2 separate regions of the Pan troglodytes genome follow, and region 2 is linked to region 1. A link is a contact called in public Hi-C data. All regions are on one chromosome and are shown on one strand. Each heading gives the region's core, a stretch centred on a gene start, on an enhancer-like site or on the middle of the called end of the contact. The rest is flanking DNA. Distances are from core to core; before and after follow the strand shown. Region 1 holds the start of TMEM158 (transmembrane protein 158). Region 2 overlaps LIMD1 (LIM domain containing 1).

The links. A called contact is a pair of places that touch in the nucleus more often than the background predicts.
Region 2: a contact with region 1 is called in a Hi-C map of induced pluripotent stem cells, with 1.6 times the contacts expected there. The contact joins the enhancer-like site here to the promoter of TMEM158 in region 1. A contact is called at or near these places in 2 of 7 Hi-C or Micro-C datasets (induced pluripotent stem cells and stem cell-derived neural progenitor cells) and 1 of 1 datasets of contacts at active chromatin or transcription factors (stem cell-derived excitatory neurons).

What each region holds. Positions count from the first base shown.
Region 1 is chr2:49,234,907-49,241,185 of NHGRI_mPanTro3-v2.0_pri, forward strand. TMEM158 (transmembrane protein 158) reads right to left here and starts at 3,114. Exons shown (of 1, transcript XM_016940887.4): 1 at 1,241-3,114. The coding sequence starts at 2,804. The coding sequence ends at 1,899.
Region 2 is chr2:49,683,688-49,689,906 of NHGRI_mPanTro3-v2.0_pri, forward strand. It overlaps LIMD1 (LIM domain containing 1), which reads left to right. Exons shown (of 9, transcript XR_001713292.4): 5 at 3,779-3,909; 6 at 4,545-4,596; 7 at 5,432-5,500. Among named protein-coding and RNA genes, the nearest start is that of TRNAR-ACG, 17 kb to the right of the region's middle. Within about 2 kb of position 4,499, at least 2 of the 24 cell types and tissues checked have an H3K27ac peak or open chromatin away from gene starts, as enhancers often do. A contact at or near this core is called in induced pluripotent stem cells, where this site is marked.

The DNA of each region.
Region 1 (6,279 bases), core at 1,864-4,363:
GTTATAAATGCTATGATTACATTAAATTGATCAAGGTTAGCAAAATTATTGACTTTTCTCCTGCCAGTTACCACAGGGTTAAAAAATGGTGATGCTTACAACCTACAAAGATCAATACTCCACCCTCTCCCCTCTCAGGGGCTGGTACCTGCTACAGATATCTCAGGACCTCAAAGAGTCAAAGGGGCAGCTGAAGGTGCAGGGCAATGACCCAGCCTCTCCTTCAGCCAGATTGCTGGGAAAATAAGCATCCCATTTATTTGATATAATAGACATCTCAAGATAAAAGGAGACAACCTACATTTGAGGGTTCCATTCCACTAGAACACAGCAGAGCAGTTCTCAAACTGGTAATGCGTAGGAATGCCTTGGAGGGCATGTGAGAACACAGATTGCTAGGCTTTATCCCAGAGTTTCGGATTCTATAGGTCCTGGGTGGAGCCCAAGTTTTGCATCTCCAAGTTCCCAGGTGATGCTGATGTTGCTGGTCCAGGGACCAGGCTTTGAGAACTATAGCTCTAGACCAATCTCAAATATGCTTGCAAAATGAGGACGAGATGGAGCAAGGGAAAGCAGCTTTCAAAGTCTCTTAAAAACGCTTTTAAAATAATTTTTAATATTAAGTCTCTTTAAGGACTTTTTACTTATTCTTCTGAAAACCTGAAAGAATTTGAAACTACTACACAGCAGACACTGTAACATGGAAACCAAGAGTGAAGAAAATCTTGTGATCATTAACTATTTATCCCCCAAGAGTTTATCTTTTTAAAAAATCTAAATGCCAAAATAATATCTCAGGTTTTAATACCAGCTTTTGGAATGTGCTTATCTGCGAAAGTTCATGCATATGAAAAGAAATCTACATGCCTTTTAAAGTGAGTCATTTTCGTGAAAGCCATCCAGCTCAGAGGAACTATTGATTTTACCATTTTGATGCTTGCCTGGGTGTTTTGCAGAGCTTAGAACAATGAGCAAAAAGTTAAATCATATAAAACTGTGTTTGCCACCGTGACAGGTGGGGGTGGATGGGAACTGAGGGTCAGTGTGGTGAGATGCAAGACAATCGCCATCAGGGCAAATAATACTGTTTCCATCTATCTCTCACAGCCAGGTAAAGGAGACAGAAGTAGCCCTTCTCTAACTTTTCCGAGATTCCCTTGCTCAGGTTTTAGGGTAACGTCTTGCAATTCTGGGATTCCCTTTCCCAAATCAAATAAAGAAAAAGCTACATACACATCTCTGGAGGAAAATGTCTGTATTAAAAGCCAAAAAACCACATAAGTACAAGAAGAAACGCCCACCAGGCCACGTCACTGGATAGATCGACTTGGAAAAGGTTCATAAAGTTCATTTTCAGCGGTAACAATATATCGGTGTTAAATCCTTCCCATGCCCTCCCCCCAATTTTAAATAAATTAAAAAACAACAAATTTCAAATACAACTATGTTCAGATACAAAGAGCTTCTCTTACTACAGCAATAGCAATTTAATCTTTTTGTTTTGTATTTTTTTACTAAAACTTTCATTTAAAACAGTTATTAAATATATAAAACAAATACACAGGATTTGGTCATTTTCTGCCATGAATCTAGGGCACGTGGGTGCGGGGAAGGAGTCGGGCAGGGGGATGCAATAGAGGGGAAAGGGCCCCATTTCCCTCCTCTCCGTCTTCGGAGCTGCGATCCCACCCTCAGTCCAAGGGCTTAAACATCTGCTTTTCGGAACTGGAAGCGCAGCACAAACCTTGCTTTTCAAAGGCGCTGGGGTCTCTCGGCGGCCCCATCTCGGGAAGAGGAACTAACGATAACTACAGCACGAAGCACACCGGCCGAGTCTCCGGGGGGAAAGGCACCCGCGCGCGCGGACACAGGACGGACACAGGGAGGAGCGGAGCGGGTCACTTGGTCGCCACCCCCGAAGTGACGGCCGCGGCGGCGGCGGCAGCGGCGGCGGCGGCGGCGGCTGCGGTGGTCCCTGCGGGCACTGCGGCGGGGGTGGCTGCGGTGGTGCTGGCGGTGGTCCGGCGCTGTTCCATGCCGTTGGGCAGGAAGCCGGCGATGATGGGCACCGGCCAGATGAGGGCGGCCACGCTCCACACCACGATGACCAGGGTCATGAAGCAGGCCACCAGCGTGGACTCAATGGGCTTACGGTTCAGCCGCCAGCCCGGCTCGCCCTGCAGCTCCTCCAGGCTGAAGTCTAGGCAGCAGAAATGCAGCGGCTCTCCCTGCAGCCACAGCGGCCCGGGCGGCTCGGCCGCGGGGTAGGCTGGCAGCGCGGTGGGCGCCCCGGCGGTGGCGGCGGCGGCGCTGGGGGCGGCGGCGGGCCGGAGGCGGCCGGTGCGGCGACCGCGCACCCAGCCGCAGCCCACGCAGAGGCGCAGGTCCTGCTGCGCGCCGCCTGCCGCCAGCCCCAGGTGCTCGATGAGCAGCGGCGGCCCGACGCGGTGGAAGGCGGCGGCGAAGAAAGCGCGGCCGTGCGCGTTGGTGGAGAAGAGCAGTAGGTCGCACTGGAAGCCCCGCGGGCGGCCCCAGCGCACGAGCAGCGAGCTCAGCATCTGCCGCTGCACGCTGATGTTGCACGGCGCCGCCGCCGCCGCCGCCGCCTCCTCCGGGCCCGGGCGCTCGGGGGGCCCGGGGGCCGCCGAGGCCAGCAGCCGCGGGGCGATGGGCTCGTCCGCGGAGGACGCGTTGACTGAAGCATTGGAGGGCACCCCGAGGAGGCCGGGCGCGTCCGCGGCCCCGCCGCGGACGGGCGGCAGCGGGCAGGCGGCGGCCAGGAGCGCGGCGAGCAGGGGCAGCATGGCCTGCGGCGGGCGCCTACGCGCGCGAGGCCGGCGGCGGCTGCATGGCGAGCGGGCGACGGGCCGGCGAGCTCACGGTGGGACCGCGGGAGCCGGCGGCCGGGCGCAGTGCGGGCGCGCCGGGCGCCTGCCAAGCCCGCAGGGGCGGCGCGGAGGCGGTGACGGCGGCTGGCTCGGCGCGGGGATCCCTCCAGACCCGGTTGCGTTTGGGGTTCCCCGCCGCCCCCGGCGCCGGGGCCCTTGGGCTGCCGCGCTGCTCTGCGGGGCCGGGTGCTATCCCAGAGCAGGATTCCCCGGCTCGGCTCCGCCTCCCGCGTGCCCCGCCCCGCCCCGCCCTCCGCTCGCCGGGCTAGGGGACTCAGGGGAGGGCGGGGTTCCACGCGCCGGGGCTGGGAGAGGAATCGCCGGGGCGGGGCTGGGTGCGGGGGCGCGGCGGAGAGCGGATCGCCCGGGGTGCGTGCGGGCGGGCAGGGAAGCCTGCGGACGCGCCCCGGCGCCCCCGCGTTCCGGGTGAATCGCGTTCTCAGAGGGAGGCTCCAGGGCCCGGAGACCATCCTTTTGTCAGGCCTGAGGGGAGCTTCGCTGTCTCGCCTTAGCGCTACCGAACCTCCTTTGTTTTACAGAAGGGGAAACTGAGGTCGAGAGAGGGGAAAGGGCCTCGCTAGGCCAACTCATGAGCCAGAAACAACTCCGCGCCACTAGCTCTTTCTGCCTTTTTACGGTGTCTCTTACCTCAAATCTGTAGAGTTTGGCTGCTTTTTAATGTCCAACACAGCAGACTCACTTGGGATTCTCCTCGCAGCAAGCGAGGAAAATTCCAAGAACTCTGTGGAGTTTCGAGTGGAGAGTGACTGGCTGGGGGGAATGTGAGCCCTGAAGCTGTGCCGCCTGGGGGTCCCGAGGACACAGGTCCTGACAGGTCGAGTGAGCGCGTGTTCATGAAACAGTTGTAGGTTAGAACCCACGTCAAAGGGGCAGTTCATCCCCTTTGGGATATTATACGGGAGGAGGGCTACCAAGAATAACGTGTCAAGAGATCGGATTTATCACATTTATATTGAAAAGCACTTTCTTAGTAGTTCGGCCCCTCACACTCGGAAACAAACTTCAACGACCCTTCATCATTCCCATCGTTCTTTAGGGGACATTTATGTTGAATTATTATCTATTTTATTTTAGTTGGAAGCCCTTGTACTCCATGAGCACCAAGTATTCCTGATTCGGAGAGGGGAGGGGTGGAGGAAGCAGAGAAAGGCCTCAACAAAACGGCCTTCCTTCTAAACCAGCTAATCCTGAGAGGTCTGCCAAGAGTCCAGCTACATTGCTAGGCATCCTGGCTGATTACTTTTCTGGAAGCTTTTGTCCATTGTTTTCTAACAATCAGTAAAATGGGACTGAGAAAGTTGCAAAAACGCCTCAAAATAAAGCTCCCCAACTTATTCCACCTCTTGCCATCTAAGCAAGCCATTATTCTGACTTAGCCTTGGTTTCCCCATCTGAGTTGGGGGGTGGGTGGTACCTCCTCACAGGGCTGCTGTGATAATACTCCCCACCCAGTGTCTATCTGTCCCCAGATGTTCCCACATGGTGGTTGCTGTGATGTGGTTACTATCAGTGCTGCCCAAGTTGGCTGCCTAGAGTGGTCCTTGGTTTCTACAGAAATGGTTCATTTCCCCAAGGGGATGGGACTCCCTTTTCGTTTCAGCCTCCATCACTTTTGTGCTTGGAAGTGGTGCTACCAGGGAGAACAATGTGAATTTTCCTGCTTTTAATAAAAATGACTTCTCCTTTCAACCTTTGCATATCAGGAACAGAAGCTGCTCAGTGATGTGGCAGAACAGTTTTAATTTAAGCCATGTGGCTGGTGAACCCTGAAGAACAGGAATATCAAGTGATCCTGAGGGCTGAGGGAGGCCTAATCTTCAAGGGGTGCGTTTTGAGCCAGGCTGTTGCCTGTGACTGCAGATGACATTCTCTGGGGTTTCAGTCAGAGGCAGAGGCTTCCTGAGCTTTCCTGAGACACTCCTGGCTTTGTCTGTGCAGCGGGGAAGGCAGCAGCAAAGGGAAAAGACAAGAGATCTATTTGGGGAGCCAAGCAGTTCTCTGCAAAGTTGCGCCACTGAAGCTCTGCATCCTAGCAACCTGCTTCTGCCCACTTTTCCAGCAGGTGCCGTCCTGAGGACTCCGTCACCTCGCCCTCATTCAGAATGTAATTACCCTTCAAATAGTAACACAGATCCTACTTTCTAGATTGATATGCTATCTTTTTGGAATTTGAGAACAGAAGATAGTGAGGAAGTTATTTTCTATGTTGTTTACTACTGTTCCTAGCAATGGGAAAAGCACCTAGCTCAGGGTAGAGGCTCAGTAAATACATTTTTGTTTGTTTGTTTTTTTGAGATGGAGTCTTGCTGCGTCACCCAAGCTGGACTGCAGTGGTTCGATCTCGGCTCACTACAACCTCCGCCTCTCAGGATCAAGCTATTCTCCTGCCTCAGCGTCCTGAGTAGCTGGGACTACAAGCATGCGCCACCACGTCTGGCTAATTTTTGTATTTTTAGTAGAGACGGGGTTTCACCATGTTGGCCAGGCTGGTCTCAAACTCCTGACTTCAAGTGATCCGCCTGCCTTGGCCTCCCAAAGTGCTGGGATTACAGGTATGAGCCACCGTGGCCGGCCAATACTTCTTGATTGAACAAATTTGCCTACCTCTGACTAGCTTCCACTTGTTTAGTACTTTCCACGTGCCAGGTGTTTGACACATACACACACATCATCTCTAATCTTCACAACAATCCCATGGATGTGATGCCTATTTTACCATGAGAAAACTGAGGCTCAGAGAAGGTGAATCACCTACCTGAGGTCCCACAGCAGTTAGTGGCAAAGCCAGGATATCAGTACAGTCTCCCTCATCTGAAAAGTTCATTTTTTTTTTTAAATAAAGAACTAGAGGCATCTCATCTCATGGCAGTAGGCATCAAGGTCTGTGCATAAGTTAAACAAGTATGTGGTACAATTCTATTTTATTTTGATAAAATAAACTTTCAGTTGAGTTCCTTTTTAAAGATGTATTTTTTATAAATATAACAGCCTTATACAAAGGTTGGAAAGCAAGGAGGAAACAATTCTAATCCCAGCTACCTGATGTCTTTACTTTTCTGCCTCTGCATCATTATTCTTTTCTGCATTTTTTTCATATTATCTAAAATGTGCAAATGTTACTTCTACCAAAAAAAAAAAAAAAAAAAGAGGAAAAATTGAAGTCTCACCACCTTTCTCAACCATGATCTCTTTGTGGTCTTCCCTCCAGCTCAGCAGGGACCTGGAGGGCCAGCCAGGGCAAAGGGTGGTCCATGCTCGTGTTGGCTGACTGAGTGAGTCTGCCTACTGGTAAAGAACTCTGCCTGAGCTATCAGCTGACACCTGTTCATAAGCTGTGGTTCTGGCCACCTCTCTGATCCATCTTCTCCTA
Region 2 (6,219 bases), core at 3,249-5,748, 450 kb after region 1:
CTCCTCTGGGCTGTTTGAATTGCACTGGCCTCCCTCTGGCTTCTCTGTGATCCTTGTGGCATCCCAGATGAGATGCTAAATACAGTCTGTTTTTACTGCAGAAATCCCAGCTACCTTGGAGTCAAATGCAGAAAGCCAGAGGAGCAAAGTTGTTTTTCTCCCTGTGTTATGCCCAGCTCACAACATTACGAAGATGAGTTTTTAGGGCCTGTCATTTAGTTCTGAGACAGCAGAGCAAGGACCAGGTTTTATACATTCCATTCTTTGCTCAGTCACTGGCTCTCTGAGGTTATTCTGGGCTTCAGGTCTTCAGTGGGGACAATTTTTCCCTAGAGGGTTAGGTTATGAGGTTAATGAGTACAACATCAAATTGTTCACCATTGGAAACCAGCCTTTAAGAAGTTCTTTAATATACTGATCAGTGGAAATGATTATATAACATACTTTAAATTGGAAAGAGTTAAGTCCCTCTCTAAGCTGACTCATTAATTTCATTCTAGAGAAGATAATTTCTAATTATTAGTATTTTTAATTTTACCTTTTTATTGAGAAATAACTCATAGAGTAAAAGATACTAATCTTAAGTGTACATCTGAATGAGTTTTCACATGTGCATATACCCCTGTAACCACCACCCAGATCAAGATGTAGAACACTTCCCAAACTCCAGAAAGTTCCTTCTTGTCTATTCCCACTCAAGACCCCACTCCCACAAAGGCAACCATTATTCCAACTTCTATTGCCAGAAATTCATTTTGCTGGTTTTGGAACTTCATATAAATAGAAACATATAGTATAGACTCTTTCAGGTCTTATTACATGTTTTTGAGCTTCATCCATGCTGTTACCTGTATTGGTAGTTTATTGATTTGTATTGCTAAGTGGAATTCCATTGTATGGATATAGCACAGTTTATTTCTCCATCTCATGTTGATGGGGATTTGGTGGTTTCTAGTTTTTTGCTATTTATGCATGAAGCTGCTGTGAACACTCTTGAACATGTCTTTGATGGACATAAACACTCATTTCTGCTGGCTATACGCTAATATTTATAAAACATCAGTGACCCAGAGCCCTCCCCATTCGTGATGAATATCTGCTATCTCCCAGGCTTTGACAGACCTCAGCAGAGGTCTTAGCCCTGTTAGAGCCATGTCCTCATTAGTAGCCAAGACCTCCCTGGGAAACGTGGCCCTTCCCCCATTCTCGCAGTGGGAGGTAGGCAGAAGCTACATATGCTTACCTCTCCTTCCCAGGTATCTTCTAGACTCTGTAGGGCTCTATTTCTTTAGCAGAATTTGCCTTTGTTTTTAGTGTCCGTCAACATGGTCTGAATTTATGAGTACGATTATACCCTATTCTTAGTTCTAGTAATCCTAAGACTTCTTTGGATAACCTCAGGGTATGTCATTTATCTATTGCTGCATGACAAACCACCCTAAAACTTTGTAGTTTAAAACAACAGTGATTTCTTATTTATCATCATGCTTCATGCTGTGGGTCAGGATTTAGGTCAGGGTTTAGCAGGCCAATTCTTCTGCTCTGTGTGGCATTGGCTGGGGTCTCCTACTTAACTTTGTTCAGCTGGTAGCACAGTTGAACTGGAACATCTAAGATGACCTCTCACCCTCCAGGCCCCTCTCCCTGTAGCCTCTAATCATTCAGTAGTCTAGTTCAGACTTCCTTACAGCAAGAGATAGGAAGTGGAAGCTACCAGTCTTCTTAAGCCTTTGACTCAGAAATCTCAGAACATTGTTTCTTCTGCTTTCTGTTAATTAAAGAAAGTCACAAAGCCAGTTCTGATTCAAGGGGAGGGGGAAATAGTCCCCATCTCTTGATGTGAGATCTCTACCATATGGGATAGTATGAAGTTGAACCTTCAGTCTTTCAGGTCTCCTCTAGGACTTGAAAACTTTTAGTGAATGTCTAGACAGAACCCCAGCTGTCTAACTCTTTGTGTAAATTGTCTCTCTGTATACCCTTTTGTTAATAGAGGGGTACATTCTGGGCTTGCAGGTTAGAACCAGGCATAGTCTCACATAAAAAAAGTATTACAGCTAGTCACAATGCAGAAAAATGGCATCTTTTTCTAATCTTACTTCAGGCACAATGTGGATTAAATTAATTTAAGGATCTCTTTCTGCCAAGACAGCATTCATCTTGGGGAAAATGCATTCCAAGGTCCAAATTGCCAAATGGGTTTTGGAAGCCCAGCCAGTTGTTCTTCCTGTTTTGCCTTACTGCAAATTGAGAGAGCCCTCAAAGGTTAGTGAAACCCAGGAGGGAATGAGGAAGCTTGAAAGCTGAGCATTCAGAGGAAAGCTGGAATAGCACAATGCCCTTCTCTTGCCTTCTTGGCTGGAGCTTGTGCAGTGTGGAGTTATCCACCTGAGGCTTCCAGGGGAAGGAGCTGGAACACAGCATATCTTTACCCCTGGGTCTCACAGTGTACTGACAAGGCTTCCCCAAATCCAAAATCCCCTTTCTTCAGCCTGTTTGAAGGCTTTCTGTGTGGGCTCCCACTGCTGGATGCTGATGGCCGTTCTGTACATTCTTTGCAGATGCATGTTTTGGTGTGACCTTGCTCATGTTGATTCTGTAGTTCAGTTGTTTTTGCTAAGTTTCATGATGCAGGTAATTGCAGAAATGAATCTCCTATTAAGTCAGTGAAGATGCTTTCAACTGTAAATTATAGAAAAAACCCAGACTCAATTCGAGTTAAACCAATGATCCTCCAACTTTAATATATATCAGAATCACCCTATTAAAATACCAACTGCTGGGCCTTACCCCCAGAGTTTCTGATTCAAAAAATCTGGGATGGGGTCCAAGAATGTGCATTATTAACAAGTTTGCAGGTGATGCTAATGCTGAAGGTCTGGGGCCACACACATTTCGAGGACCACTGACTTCATAGGAATGATATTTTATCTCACCTAAAAAGAGGCTTGGAGGTACGTGGTTCCATGATGAGTTAATTCAGTTACTTACGGACCTCACCAAGGATGTTCTTTCCATCTCTTCTCTTTCCTGCTGTCCATGTCTTGGGTCTGTCCTGGTTTCAGGTTGGCTCTGGCAGTTCCAGGTATCCCATCCAGATCCAGATTAAATGACACTGAGAGGAAGAAGTTTGTGGGGCTTTCCCTCTATTGCATTTAAAAACAACAACAGAGAAACTTTACTTATTACACTTGGATTTGAGGTCATTGGGTTGAGTCAGAACTTCTAGATTATCATGCTCCAGAGTCAAAGCTGCATAGAAGGGGCATCCAAGAGGCAGAAGTGAAGGGGTTCCTTTTGAGCTCTGCCATTTCCACATGGAATTTCTTTTCATTTTTCCGAGTACTTGCTGCTTCCCAAATCTGGGAAGGATGTATCCTTCTGTGGCCCTGCTTTGCATCGTTTCCCACTTCTTCATGGTGGATTTTGGCCCTGGGATTGGCCCATCCCTTCCTTACCATCTCTTTCTCTTAAAGAACTATGCAAGAGTTTCCTGTTCTGGGTGAGGGTTGGAAAGGAGCCCTCTTTCCCTGCCAGTTCAGAGACCCTGTGAGAGGCTGCAGGAAAAGGATTCCTGTGTGGTCTCTTCTGTGTATTTATCTAAACAGATTTGCTTTTCCCACCCCATCACCTCTTGCTCTTCTCCTAGGTGAAACTCGGGGGTAAGTGTACTCTGTGTGTGACTGCTCATGTAATCCTTAGGCCTGATGTGTTCCTCTCCCCTTCCACCATCTCATCCTTCCCTATAATCCCCACTGAGTCTTGGTCTCTCCTCCAGATCCTGCAAGCCCTGGGGAAGTCCTACCACCCCGGCTGTTTCCGCTGTGTCATCTGTAATGAGTGTTTGGATGGGGTGCCCTTCACCGTGGACTCAGAGAACAAGATCTACTGTGTCCGAGATTACCACAAGTAAGAAGGGATGGGAACAGACAGGACCCATTCGTGTAGGCCAAGACGATCTCAGCAGAGTGAGCGGTGGAAACCGACAAAACTGTGTTTGCCAGCCGCCCTTAGATCACAGTCCAGCAAAGGCTTAATGGTTTTGAGGGGTACAGCAGGGACCTTGGGAGGTTGGTCGATGCCAGTGTTGACAGGAATGGGTTAAAGAATCATGTTTAGTGAAAAAAAAAAAAAAACACAGAGCACAAAAAAACTAATAATCATATTTGTAGCTAGGCCTCGGGAGGAATCCACCAAGCCCTGTGGCTTCAGCGTTACCTAACTTCACAAGGCCCCTATGCAGTGCTGGTTCCTACCACTCTTGGTTTGCCTGAGCCTGTGCTAGGCACCATGAGAGGTGTAAACAAATCGGTTAGTGCTGTCCCCAGAAGAGTGAGAGGCAGCCAGTGTCCTCATTGCAGCTGGGGAGCAAATACTAAGGCATATTCCACAAAGTGAGCCAGGTACCAGTCATTCTATGAGGGAGGAGAGCAAGGGGTAGGAGGCGGCATGGAGGAAGGCTCCGTGTGGATTCCAAGTGCAAGTCTGACTCTGGAATTTGCTCCCAGAAGCAACATTTATTGCTGCTTTGTTTCTCCCCACAGGGTGCTGGCCCCCAAGTGTGCAGCCTGTGGGCTTCCCATCCTTCCACCTGAGGTAAGATGCCCTTCCAGACATGCTCCCAGGGGCTTCTAAGACATGAATATCTCCCTGGGCTCATTTACAAGATCCATGTCCTGTCCTTACAGCTTTTAAGGTATCCTTTTAAAAATCTCAACTCTGGCCTGGTGCAGTGGCTCACGCCTGTAATCCCACCACTTTAGGAGGCCCAGGCAGGAAAATTGCTTGAGGCCTGGAGTTTAAGAACAGCCTGGGCAACATAGCAAGACCTCATCTCTACAAAAAATTGTTAAAAATTAGCCAAGCGTGGTGGCATGTGCCTGTAGTCCCAGCTGCTTGAGCCCAAGAGTTGAGGCTGCAGTGAGCTATGATGGTGCTACTGCATTCCAGCAGGTGACAGCAAGACCTTGTCTCCAAAAAAAAAAAAAACAAAAAAAACCCCACTTCACCTTTGAGATAAGTCGTGTCTTCACCCTTCCTTGTTGACTGGCTTCCCCAGCCCAGTACCCTTCTTGTGCTGATTTGTCCCCATAACCAGGTCAAACTCCCTTACTTGATACTAATTCTTAGATTAGCAGATGAGGAGAAAGGCTTGTCTTTTCTTCATTTTTTAAAATAAGTGTCCATGTAGGTCTTTCTTTCAGTGTTAACTCTGACATTCTAGAAGGAAGGACTCCTATCCCTCCTACTTCCCCTCTCATCAGCTTAAATGTATTCTTCTTCCAATAAGTACTCCTGATTTACCTTCTCCTCCCAAGGCCACCTACTTGTTACCCCAAAACCCTCTTCCCTCCCCACCCCACGGTACATCAAGCCCGACAGCCCCCCTAACAGGCCTCTCCTATGTGTTCTTGCTTTTCTTTGGTCCCAGGGCTCAGATGAGACCATCCGTGTCGTGTCCATGGACAGAGACTACCACGTGGAGTGTTACCACTGCGAGGTAGACCCCTCCCCACCCAGCCCCCAAAGCCCATTGTAGACATCCAAGAGAAAAGCATCCTGCGTTGACTGGGGCAAGAGGCAGTCAACAAGATTCTGGCAAGGGTCAGCCCTCTAGAGCTTCTGTAGGAAATGGAATGAAGGCTGGTTCTTGGGGGAGGTAGGAGAAGATGGAAATGCTCAAGGTATAAAGGTCTTTCTTCTGCATATTCAGAACTATCAAGTCCTGCAACTGTTGGAGCTGCTCTCCCTGAAGCTGCAGAGCTAGGAGGGTCGTGGAGAGCATGGGTTTCAGGTCCTATCTGGGGGCCACATTGTCAGGCAGGTGTGCGATTTGGGGAAGGGACTCCCTCCCCTCCAGCTTGCAGGCTGTTCTATCTGCCTGAAGCTCCTTTCTCAGCTGAGCCCTGGAAATCATGAAGCCCCTCTTGGAAACAGGCATGTCAGCTGGTGGTGTGAAGGCGGGTGGGGTCCGCCTGCCCCTTCCTGCCCTTTGTCCCAACCCAAGGTGAAGGAGCACTAGTACCTGATGACTGTCAGGAAAGCTAGGGGTTGCCCCTCACCAGCCCTTGTGAAGGGTGACCATGGAATTTCAGCCACAATTAAGTGAATTCACCCATGGAAGGAGATTAGATTCATTTGGTGACCCTGTGGGTAGAGAATGGGGGTGTCCCTCATATAGACTTGTCCCACTGCCAACACTGAAGAAATGGGTGGGAA